Regions from separate parts of the Rattus norvegicus genome. Here region 1 is linked to region 2. Evidence: chromatin contacts called from public Hi-C data. All regions are on one chromosome and are shown on one strand. The core of a region is the stretch at or near the end of the contact, and the rest is flanking DNA. Distances in the headings are between cores, read along the strand shown. Region 1 holds the start of Megf9 (multiple EGF-like-domains 9). Region 2 holds the start of Cdk5rap2 (CDK5 regulatory subunit associated protein 2).

Region 1 (6,805 bases), core at 590-3,089, 140 kb before region 2:
AATCCTTTTAGGAAGAGGCAGGGGTTGATGGATCAGGACTAGAAACAAAGGCCAGTAGGGAACTAGGGAGGGAAGAACTCCCACTGAGAAATCCAAGTCCTAGAGGATATGGCATTTTGGTTGGTGTTGAGAAACCAGAAGAATACAGGGGTGGGGCATGCCACGTCCACTCCCTTCCTAAAGACAAGTAAAACAGAACATTGGCCAATTCTTGCTAAATATTTGTCTTCAGAACAGTTTCATGGCCCTCTCATTTTTGCCTCTGTTTCTTACATAGGTAGGCCTATAAAGACACACTTAGAGGCAACGTCACATTCAAAAGCAGAAAATTCACACAAAACACACACTCGTGAGCATGCATTAATATCCTTAACAATTCACATGAAAACACAAGTTTTCATATTTGAGGACTCAGAGATACCATCTTCACAGAAAGACTCACAAATGTGTTTATGCTTCCATACACAAGCTCCAACATATCCTTTCCCCACCCACTACTCACTCAGGCAAATAAATGCATGCTTTTGTTAACACACAGGAGTTCACACACAAATCTCATCCTGCCTGTCTGGTTAGAGGAGAATGACTAATGGGAAATCATGCACAAAGGCAAGCATCCTAGGAGAGGCCAGGAATGGGTTTACAGTGAGGCTGGTGTGATGGAATTAAGCCATCAGATGACAAACTTGTCCTGCCAGGCTGCACCTAAAAGTTGCTCAGCTGAGGCTACAATGTCGGACAGCACTGGATCTTGGGTGATGGTGCAAGTTTGCCTGCCTGATTTCCAACTTCCTCCAGAGTTTCATGTCATCCAGGGTCAAGCTCTGTTATCAGCCCAACCCCAGTGCCGGCAACAAGCAGGACTCTCTGGGGACTCAGGGGCGGTGTGGGCTGCTTTCCAACCTTAGGCTTGTCCTGACATAGTGCAACCCCAAGTGGTTAGCATTAATGACGGTTTACAACGTTGGGCCAAGCATTGGGTTAAGCCCTTCATGATTTCATTTTCACAACTCTGTGAGGGGGATGGGGTGTGCCCTCTCATCTCACCATTTATTTAGGTGGTTAAGAAAATTGCTTGAGCCACAATTCAGCAAGAGAGACAAGGAGCTGAAATCCAACCTGGTCCTATTCTATCTTTCCGAGGTTCTGGGCATAAGGTGTGTATGCCAGTTTGTCTCCTCTGGGTCAGAAGCTTGCTTCTTGTGCTTATGATTGGGCTCCAGGCCGTCCCATCCGGCTTAGTGCGGGGCCAGGCGATCAGCAGGTGCTTACCGGGGGCACAGAGGTTGGCTTGCTGAAGCTGTCAGCAAGAGCTTTAGTTTCCCCATCTCTGAAATGGGGATGGCAGCGCTGACCCCGCAGGCCCGAGGTCAGCTGTCTTGAACAACACAGTGAGAGCCCAGCTCCATCTACATTATCGTTGCCACCACCCTCGCCCATCCCAGGGATGCAACACACTCCCCGCCTGAGTCCGGGTGCGGCTCCGGTGCCCCCATTGTTCAAAAGGGCGGAGATGCTGCCCACAGGGACCCCCGCCCCGAGTCCAGCTCGCATCCCAGTGAAACAGATAATCTGGCCCAGAGTCGGCCGCGCGGGCCGTGTCCTTTGTCTGCACGGCGGCGTTGGGTGCCCAAGGCCCGCGCCCCGCTCTGTGGGTAGACAAAGCCGGAGCGGCGGCGAACCCAGCCGGCTCCAAAACCTCTCGCGCCTCCCGACGTCCCGCCTTCTTCCCCCTGATTCCTCTGATTGGTTTGTGCCATTACAAAGAGGCCGGGAAGCTGGCGGGTCACGTGAGTATACGCGACTTCCAATTGGTTGGGCTCCGCTGCCTATCGAGGAGGGCGGGCAGTGCGCGCTCCTCCCCGTCGCTCCCTCCGCGTTGAGGCCCGCCCGCAGGGCCGGCCGCCTGTCAGAGGGAGGTGGCGATGGTGCTCTTGGTGGCGGCAGCGGCGGCAAAGCTTTCCTTGGGCGGACAGCAGGGAAAAGAAGATGACTGACCGATCAACTGGATGAATGAATGAATGAATGGCGGAGCCGAGCGCGCCATGAGGAGCCTGCCGAGCCTGGGCGGCCTCGCCCTGTTTTGCTGCGCGGCAGCCGCAGCCGCTTCAGCAGCCTCGGCAGGGAATGTCACCGGTGGCGGCGGGGCCGAGGGGCAGGTGGTCGCGTCGCCCAGCCCTGGGCTTCGAGAACAGACCAGCAGCCCTTTCTCTAAGGCCGCGGCTCCCACGGCGCAGGCCCCGCGGACCGGCCCCCCGCGCACCACAGTCCACAGAACCGGGGCTGCGACCCCGTCAGCCGGCTCCCCGGAGACCATCCCTGTCCGCACCAGCGCACAACCCGCAGCCACCCTCTTCCCGGTTGTGGACCTGTCGTCCGCCACCCCTTCGGAGGACGGACACACTCCCACCACCGAACCACTGCCTTCCAGACCCGCGCCCACAACTCTTGCGAGCACAGCTGGCCAGGCGCCGACCACCTCTGTAGTCACCACCGCTCAGGCTTCCAGCACTCCGGGGACCCCGACTGCCGAGTCCCCGGACCGTGGCAGAAACAGCAGCAGAGTCCCGCCCACCGCACCTGTCACCGAAGCCCCTACTCCTCCTCCCCCAGGTGAGTCTCGGCGCTTCCTAGTCTTCTGGACCTTTCCCAGGCACTGCCTATTTACACACCAGCCTAGTCACCCTGGCCTCTTATTACCCAAGAGCTTCCCAAGGGAAGATCCAAGCTCCAGCTAGAGTAAACCCCCAATCCCTCCAAATCTAGAAAGTCTTTTGTCCCCCAACCCAGTGCTGTGCTCCATCCAGAGGGAGCTGCTGCTATGAGGAAGATGGGGGACTCTTCCAAAAACAGGGTTCTCTGGCTTTTGTCAGAGTCCAGGAATGGGCACAAACTTTTGTATTGGATCAGCCCAGAAGGCCACCCCACCTGAGATATTTGGGGGAAAGTTTGAAAGCTAGAGTGGTGCTTTATCAATGCCTAGGTAAAAACCTTTAAGGGATTCTCTCAAAGCTCTAGTTTCCTTGTTTCTTTAATAGTTAATAGATGCTGGTGTCGTGTGTGTGTGTGTGTGTGTGTGTGTGTGTGTGTGTGTGTGTGTGTGTGTGTGTGTGTTGGAAAAGATAAAGAATATGTTTTGCTTACAAACATGCCACTTCAGGCCTGAAATTAAAAATAAAAACATCATTGTAGTCGGTGTTTTCTCTGCAAATAAGTAGACTTGATAGGTCATTTGGGACAGGTGTGTATCTAGGTTGAGCAAGTTTATAAATTAGGTTAAATCCCTTCCTTGCACCACTTCATTCTGTCTCCATTCTAAGGTCAGTGCTTGGGCAAATGCCATTTAAGCAGGGATGCCCATTTTTGCCCTTTTTAAAATGAGGATATTCCTTACTGCTGATGCTGACATGCCAATTTGTGCCTGAGCTCACAATAGGAAATGTAGCTCTTCTACTGGTAAAAGTGTTCATAGTTAAGATATTCTTTCACCCTCTTGCATCTTAAGTAGGCCAAGAGCTCAACCAATAAGGCCTACTTCTTTAAGAAATTCTGCAAGTTTCTGAGATCTTTTGCTTTGCATTGGGGTGGAGATTTGCCCAGAGCACTTACTTGTCTAGCTTGATCTGATCGTTGACCTAATTCTTAGGCTCAGTGGTTTACTGTGGAGTCAGGTATGGACTTTGGACTACAGTTGAGTTGGTAGAGGATTTTCCCAGATGGCTAAGTCTTGAATCGTGTGTTGGAGCTTGGCAAAGGCATAAGTAGGAATGCGGATTATTCACCCCCAAAAGCCACATTTGGATCTCTTTTAGCTTCAAGGAATGTACTAACTAGCTATTTTTTAAACCTATGGTGCTTTTTTAGCTTTTTATAGAGATTGACATGTTACTAAAAGTTAGACTAGTATCTAAGTGTAGACTCTAGAGTCCATTTTTTAGGTTTGAATTCCAGCTTATTGCCCCACTTTGTGTGGGCAGGACCTTGTGTTCTCACTTTCTTCAACCTCGAGATGAAGGTTATCATAGTCCTTATAGGTTTGCTTTGAAAATTATGTAAAATGGGACTGAATGTTTATATTATTGATGTATTGAAGAAGCAAAGACAAGAGGAGCAGGAGTTCAAGCCAGTCTTGGCTACATACTACATTTAAGGCAACCTGGACTACGTAACAAGACTTTATCAAGAAAGAAAGAAAAACAGTAGAGAGCGGTTAGGAGAGGAAAGAAAAAAATTCACCAAGTCAATGCATACCTAACTAGTGCTTAGAATAGTTTCTGTGCTTGATAAGCACCACCTGTGTGTGTTGTGTTTTATTTATGACCAGCTCTGTTTTCTGATTAGAAAAATATCAAGAAGCCAAGTATTGTGACTTTTAAACATTGTTTTAGTAAATAGAAAAAGGATGAGTTAGAAATTCCGAGTTTTTAAGCATATATTATTTAACTAGAAGTTGCTTCCTTTTGTTAGTATCTGATAAATGAACATACAATTAATGTCACTTCATGTTTGACGTATTAAGAACACAAAGATAATCCTTACTGCCAAAAGAGATAATCAGAAGCCTACAAGAAAAGGACAACAGTCACTCCTTCACGGCTCTCTAGTTCTGGTTCCTAGAGGACCTAGAGGTTACTCCTAATAGTAGTTTGCTCCATCTTACAACATTTTTTTTGAGATGTATATCAACACAAAAATATTTTAAAATAATTTTAGGGCTCAGGAGTAGAGACTTCTTTACTGTGAATAATCACCAGTCACCACCAAAGCTTAAGTAATTAATAATTTGTAAAATTAAAATGGAATTATATATCCATATATATAGTTTCATCTTGATGTACCACTTAACTGTGTAACATCAAACTTAGTTATTTTCATGTTAGTACCTTCCATCTACTGTATTCCTTCCAATAGTATTTTTCATTGTAAATATGCACACAGAAAGTAGACTTGTTTAACCAATTCCTTATTAATTCATTTAACCAGTTCCTAATTCATACATACATACATAGATTGCTTTGAAAAGCACAGAGAAGAATGTATTCTTATTAAATCCATCATGTATTTATTATATCCTCTGATAGTTTGATAACAAATTGTTGCTTAGAATCAAATACATTTTAAGTGAAACCAAGCTTGGTTTATGAATATTTATTATTTGAAACGTTTTTTTCATAATTTCTGTAGGCTAACATCTGTATGGCTGTCTTTCTGTAGCAAACACTTCAGAATATCAAACTGAGGTCTTTTACCTTTGTTTAAAAAGTGTGTAATTTATAGTCCTCTGTAAATTCATTCACAGAATTGTTTAGTTCTCATTAGCTTGCCTGACTTTGTGGTCTACTGGTAAGCAATTTTAGCCTTACAGTGATATATTCAACTGGGACTTTTTAATTATAGCATGGGCTCCAATCTACTTTAGATAGTAAGTATAGCTCTTCAAAGGAGGAAAAACTACTATATGAATTTGAAAAAGCTGATTTGGCTTGCAAAGCTGGATTTCCTGCCATTGGGAAAGATGGTTGTAGAATTTTATTTCAACATTTCTATGAGAACTGGTTACCGTTTATCATTTGATTGGAAAGGTCTTGGAAAGTGCTATATGAATCAGTAAAAATTTCCCTCCTAGAGATTTAGCTGAAAGCTCTTACCTACCAGTCAGTTGGGATCCTGTTGTTTACACAGGGACACTGATATGCAAACTGAAACTAATTACCCAGCAAGCAGACACTTTCTTCTCACAAACCTGGTACAACACTATACTGATTGGTTGGATGAAGGGTGGATGGAAATGCTGTGATCTTACTAGAGAGTAATAATCAGCAGAAAGGCCCTAAGGTAATGACAAATGCTTCCTTGTTTGTTTTATGTGGATTAATAGAATATTAGAAGCCACTAAAGCCCAGCATGGCTCTACATTTTAAGAAATACTTTTATAAGCTTAGGTGAAACATCTCTGCTTTAGCTAACATTTGACTAAATGGATTGTAGCCTTTGGAAACATGTACAAGTCTGTTTTCTCAGTGCACATCTTCAGATATGGGGAATGAAGTTGTACTCTGAGTACAAATAATTTCAGCTTCTTCATTCATCTTTACTTGACGTGACCTCATATTTCTTCACTATCTTGTTCACCTCTATTGTGAACCTTTTCAGTTTTGTGTAACTTCCCTAAACACAGAACAGAGCTGAACCCAATAGTCTAGATATATTCCAGCATAGCTCATAGCAGAGAGAGTGGTTACCTTGTTCTTTCTGGGTACAATAGTGATTTTGTATTTAGTCCCCTAAGCACAGCATTTTTTTTTCTTGCAGCCAAATTGTGTGGTTGACTCACTGAATACATCAAGATATCTGACTATTTTAACTTATTATTTAAAAGATATGTGTTAGATAAATGTTCTTTTATCTGGACTTAGAAATGTTTGTGATTTTTGTAAAATACCTGAAAATTTTGCCATGCTTTTAAGATTGATTATGTCAAATTCAGATGTTTATTACAGCTCAAATTGTACTCCACCCAGGGTGTTAAAATGACTTGCAGGGTGTTCCTACAAACCAAGTCTAAGGACAAGTCAGGGCAGGTTATTCTTACCTCACTGGAAGAAGAAATTTATGGATGTTAAAACAGTTTGGAAGGGAAAGGATAATAGCTTACACTAGTTCTCAAGGGTCTCTTTCAGCTCTTAGGATCTGTGATGATTAAATGTGCATGAATCAAGGCACATTTATACCTTATAAGGAGTCTTAATTGTTTACTTATGATCCAGACTACAAGAAGAGACTTTGTTTAAGCAAGCCTCAATAT
Region 2 (6,004 bases), core at 29-2,528:
TCAGTGGTCCTCCTCCCCAGCTATCACAGATCTCATGTCTGAACTGTAAGTTTTAAGATGGAAAAAGAACGGAACACTTGGGGTTAATAGTCTGTGTGCCCCATTTAGGGCACATCATTCGTTATTGCCAGTTTGTAAAGAAAGAAAGTGTGTTTAGGGTTGTGGGGAAATGAGAACTACTATTGAAAGAATTTCTAAAGTTATCTCAGGTCATCCTTACAACACCTTATAGGATAGCTTTTTTTTTTTTTTTTTTTTAACGGAGCAACAATTGAGCTTGTCAGTCATGGACACCCACTTGTTCCCCTAGGATCTCAGAATATAGCAGGCAAAGGTCTGAAGCTAGTGATGTCTGGCCCAAAGTGCCCAGTCAAAGGGTCATGACAGAAGAACTGTTTTTACTACCAGGGACAACTGTTCCACATCCAAGCATCCTCCAGTTCCCTTCTCCCTCCCCTCCCTTTTTCCCTCCCCTTATTCCTGTGTAGATTAAAGAAAAGTGAAGAAGTCCTGAGAGTGGGAGGGGTTTCAAGGCAGGAATAGCTGAAATCCCAATTCAGTCAGAACCTTTGTTGGGAAGGGAACAACTGTCTCTTCTTAAAACATATTCCCTGGCCAAGAAGTTTAAAACATGGTTCCAAAGTGCTAAGATGTTGATACCAGGAGCTAAGGATCTGGTTTTAACGGATAGTAAACTTATTACTTTGAGCAAGTCATTTCATCTCTCTAGGTCTCAGTTTACTGATTGTTCATGTACGAGTCCTAATAGTGACAAAATTCCCATGAAGTATGGATGATACATCTATAGGCATGCGGCTTCAAACTCGGCTGTAAACCACTGCTTGTAATAGCGCTTCACAGGTGGTACTTTTCTAAATCGAGGCATAACTCAATTATCTGCGTTTCAACTAAAGGAAGAAGCCTTTTGGGAACAAAGAGTCAAAGCGCGATTGCGGGGTCATGTGTCTGGAATGGCAGCAAAGAGACTGGTACTCTGAACTGTCTGACCTCCCGCTTAAATTAACTGATTCGGGCGGACTTTTACCCTCAACAAATATGGCGCTCTTCTTGGCTTCGGCCCGATTGCCCTCACACACAAAACATGGTTGCCGCTTCTTTTCTCCTAGTATTGCAGGCTCAAGAGCACAGGTTCTGCCCTGAGTTAAGATGGCGCCCACTCAAACTCTCCCTGCCCGGTTTTGGGTCTGTGCTAGGAAGCTTCACGGTGCGTGCCTGGATGACCCCGCCTTGTTTCCGTAGGAAGAAGCGCCGGGAAAGATGGCGGCGGCTGCGGTTTGAATTCCAGCGGCGCCGCTTGACTGAGAACAAGAGCTGGGTTGGAGGGGGCGGGACCTGGGGAACCGAGCGCGCCGCGACTGCGGGGTAACCAGTGGCGCTGCTGCTGCAGACACCGGTGCCACCTCTTTGTGTTCATGATGGACTCAGGGATGGAAGAGGACGTCACCCTGCCTGGGACCCTCAGCGGCTGCAGGTGTGGCCCTGGCTTTGGGCTTCGTGGTAACTGGGTGGGGGTTTCTATAGTGGGTCACACCCTGGAGGCCTTCCGTTTGCTTGGGGACGGTCTCTGCTGCCACCCGAGTGTGGTGGGACCTGGGTGTGGAGCCAGCACTCTGTTCGACTATATGTTGTGTGTTCTGGAGTACACTTTGAAGAGGGTGTGTAGGATAGTAAGGGGCTTTTTTGAAAGAGTGGGAGGAGATGGGACTAATTAGTAGGGGGTGGTTGGAACTGGACCTTAGAGCGCTTGGTGGGTGATTGATTCTTGTTTGGGGCTTTGCATTCATTATGGGGAGTGTAGTTATTTTAGACTTTTACAGGGTCACACAGTAGCCATCCAGGACAGAGGCAACAGTGCCTTGGTTGGAGATGGACAGAATTTATCAAATCCAGCCTGGTAAATTGACTTCTGCTTTGAAAACAAGATGAGAATGAAAAGCCAGTTCTCTGGGCTGGTGTACTGGCTGACATACACCAGTGTTGAAAAGGATGATACTATGCTAATCTACCGTTGCTACTGCTACTACAAGTTGTGTCTTCTATTCAGATCCCTTGGGACCAGAAATTGGATTATTTTGGACATTTAGAATGGGTTGTGGGCATGAGAACTAAACCACCCCAAGTCTAGCTTAGTAGATCTGCTAATACTCTCCTTTCCTTTCTCTCTCAGCCTTGACTGGACAGATGCTGCATTCACTCCTGGTCATTCATCTCTTAACCTGCCCTAGGCCCTCCAGGTGCCTTGCCATCTTCAGGATGAAGTTCTGTACTGTGGCTTCCAAGTTTCTCTCTAATCGGCTGCATCTGTTCTCTAGCCTCACCCCCACCCCATCTATGGTTCCCAACTCTGGGTCTTCTCCAAGCCCTCAGCCCTGTGCCTGACTGCCAAGCTCTGTCAGGAATGATCTTACCGAATTGTTTCTTGGTGCCAGGCTATGTACGTGCTGTTCTTGCTGTGTCAGTTGCCCTTCCTATGCCTTTTGCCTTATTGATACCCAGGTTCCACTGCTAGGAAATCCACACTGACATTCTCACCCTTGCTTGGGCCTTCTGTAATGTTCTAGCTACCCTTACCTGTCACTGTCCTAACCTGGTTGACTGTGACCAGCGTAGAAATACAACCTATGGTGTATATTTAATTAAAAACTTTCTTGTGAACTGGGTGTGGTAGTATATGCCTTGAATCCCGGCATTCGCGAAGTGGAGGCAGGTGGATCTCAGACTTTAAGGCCAGCCTGGTCTATAGAGAAAGTTCCAGGATAACCAAGAAACCTTACACAGAGAAACCCTGTCTCGAAAAACCAAAACAACAACACTAAAAACTTTCTGGTAGTCACAATTAAAAAAAAAAACTAAGAAAAGAAACAAGTGAAATTCCTTTCTTTGTGGTGCTGGAGGTTGTACCAGGGCCTCTCACACCTCCTCAGCTAGTGCTTTACTACTGAGCAGCAGCACCATTGGAAGCAGGTGAAATAATGGCGTATGCTATTTAGCTTAATATTTCCGTATGTGATTTTAGCAAAATCCATAGGAAAACTTGTGATAAGATATTTTTATCTTTTAATCTTCCTTAGTCTTTGAATCTGGTGTGAGTTTTTACACTTGGATTGCTTCTCACTTTGGGCAAACTTCATTTCAACCTATACCTAATGGTTGTGTGTTGGGCGGTGGAGGTATTGGTTGTTAACATACACTCACCAGATGAGCTAGAGTCCTGGTTTAGAACAGGAACTAGATTTTGTTTGTAACCCAGTTCTTAGCCTAATGTCTGGGGCAGAATAGGAGCAGAGTGGCATTTGTCAAATCACTGAGTGAAAAGTGATTCTTTGAGGGGCTGCTTCTCTCCCCCTGTTACATGTGGGATCCTGAAGCTCAGCTGAAATGAATGGTCTTGGGTCACAGAAAAGTCTGTGATAAATCAGACTTAACTCCAAGCTTCCTGAATCCAAAGTCTGTTCTGCCTTCTGACTAGTCTGAACTAATTGAACTGAGTATCCAAGGGGCTCTTGCAGAGCTTCTGGCTTTGAACTGGCCCTTCTGGGCTATTCTGGGCTGGATGAGTCCTCATTAGGTGACCACAGTAGGAGACGATAGTTCCTATGATGAAATCATACTTTTCATTTTAATATACTGCTTTCTGAGCACCCTTCTCAGGGGAATTTGCAAGCCTCATGTTTATAGCCTAAACTGAGCACAGTTTGTCCTTGAATTTTTGTTGCATTAGGTCAGGGTGTACCTGACCCAAGCTTATTGAATATCGAGTTGCTCTAGCACATGGCCAATAAGTGCTTGCTACTGTGTTAGGAGCAGACTGGAAGAACATGTTTAGCCATAAGCATAGTTTGATTTTCACCATCATGTATGCCAGAAGAAACAGTCTGGAGAGAGGATGGAAGGGTGAAATCAGATGAGGGAGAGGGCTAACTTGGATCCAAGGTATTCTTATACTGGGAAGCTTTAGGAGAACCATGAGTCCTTAGTTAGCAAAGTATTTGCCTTGTAAAAGACCTGAGTTTGATCCTCAGAACCCACAAAAAAGTGCTAGACATGGTGATGCATGCTAGAGAAGCTGAGATCAGAGAATCCCTGGGTCTGGCTAGTTAGCCAGCCGAGCCTAAATCTGAGAAACCAAGGGCCCCGAAACAAGACAAGACAAAACAGCCAAGGCAGATGGCTCCTGAGGAGTGACTCCAGGTTAACATCTCGGGTCCAGATGTGTGAACATCCTTGGACGTGTGCCCACACTCAAATGTGCCCCTGACCTGAATGTGCACACATATTTGAAGATGTATGTGCCTCTGACCTGAATGTTCTCACATATTTGAAGATGTAGTTTCTATGCCATGAAGCTTGTCCATTCAGTGTGAACTGCTGTATGTAAATAAGCTGTTTATAGCTGTGTGCCAAGATCACTGTCATCCATCCAGTTTAGCACATTTCTGTTATTTGAAGAGAAACCTTGTATCCACCAGCAGTCCTTCCTCATTTGTCACCCCAACGCCAACTCAGGCACACTTGCCCACAGTATTTTTTATTCTGTAGATTTATCTATTCCCATGCACCTTATAATGCACATTCTTTTGTGTGACCCAGGTGCAGCATGAGTCACAACTTCTTTCTTTTCGTTAAGTAATATTTCATTGTACCCATGTGCTACACTTTGTGCATGTTAATGGATGTTTCTATTTTTTTGTTCATCGTGAACATTGCTATGAAGCTTCATTTGTATATGAGTTTTGTGTGGACTTGAGTTCTCAGTGGTCTTTGGTTCAGCCCACGAGTAGAACTCCCAGGCTACATGGGAACTCTGCTTATTATTTGGAGGACTGCCAAGCACAGTTCAAAAGGGGCACCATTTTGTCTCTCACCAGCAGTGTCCCTAAGGTTCTGGGTTTTTACACTTCACCAGCAGTTTTCATTGTCTGGGTTTTTCACTCAGGCCATCCTTGCAGAGGTGATATGATATGTCATTGTGGAATTGATTGTGTACTGCTTGATGACAATACATAACTTTTCATGTGCTTTTTAGTCATTTGTATTTTCTTTGGTGACGTGTCAGATTTTTTTTTTTTTTTGCCCGGTTTTAAAAATGTGAACTATTTCAGCTCTGCAATTTAATTTCTTAGTATCTGCCCTCAAGGCGTCCTCAATGAGACCAGTGTACAATATTCATATAGTGTAGTTTTTAAAAGAATGACTTGAAAACAGGTTGAGTTTTAGCAGGGGACCAGGTGAATACACATCCCTTCAAAAGTATCTTTCAGACCTTTGCAACACACTGCTGCCTCTTGAAAGTCAGCTTTCTAGGTTACAGCAGAGCCTTTTAAACGTAGGATAGAACAGAGTTTCAGGCATGAAGGGATTCTTTTATGGATCATTGCCAGTGACATTCAAAAATGACTGCTGTAGAATGTGTAGTGGCATTGCAGTTGTGGACACAGAGACCAAATCTTCAGGACCAGTTTGTAGTCAGAAGAAAGGTGGGTACAGAGTCACACAGTTTGATCGCATGGTGTGTGTGTGTGTGTGTGTGTGTGGTGTGTGCACCATAGTGTGTTTATCTGTGTGTATGTGTCTGTGTGTGTCTGTGTGTACACCGTAGTGCGTTTATCTGTGTGTATGTGTATGTTGTATGTGTGTATGTTGTATGTGTATGTGTGTAGGTATATGCACTATAGTGTTTATCTGTGTGTATTTGTATGTGTGTGTATGTTGTATGTGTATGTATGTGTGTGTTGTATGAGTATATGTGTGTGTACACTTGAATGTGTCTGTCCATTTGTGTCCTGTCATGCATTTTGCTTTAGTTATTGCTCACCACCTTTACATTTGGGGTCCTTTTAAAATTCATTTTATTTATCATTATTTTTTAATTATAGAAAACAAAAGCAATATTTAAAAAGTTAAACCCACTCAGAAAGTGGTGGCTGAACTTGACTTTAGTTTTTAAAATTCAGTTTTGAAAATGGAGTTTGTCTTGTTAGTG

What was found. Hi-C and Micro-C count contacts between places; a contact is called where the count stands out from the background.
Region 1: a contact with region 2 is called in a Hi-C map of the A7r5 cell line, with 3 times the contacts expected there. The contact joins the promoter of Megf9 here to the promoter of Cdk5rap2 in region 2. A contact is called at or near these places in 6 of 12 Hi-C or Micro-C datasets (the A7r5 cell line, Schwann cells, frontal cortex and 3 more) and 1 of 1 datasets of contacts at active chromatin or transcription factors (oligodendrocytes).

Annotation. Positions count from the first base shown.
Region 1 is chr5:89,115,765-89,122,569 of GRCr8, reverse strand. It overlaps Megf9 (multiple EGF-like-domains 9), which reads left to right and starts at 1,839. Exons shown (of 6, transcript NM_001107940.1): 1 at 1,839-2,613. The coding sequence starts at 2,022.
Region 2 is chr5:88,971,171-88,977,174 of GRCr8, reverse strand. Cdk5rap2 (CDK5 regulatory subunit associated protein 2) reads left to right here and starts at 1,278. Exons shown (of 37, transcript NM_173134.2): 1 at 1,278-1,492. The coding sequence starts at 1,434. LOC120102900 (a long non-coding RNA gene) reads right to left here and starts at 1,178. Exons shown (of 4, transcript XR_005504807.2): 1 at 1,046-1,178.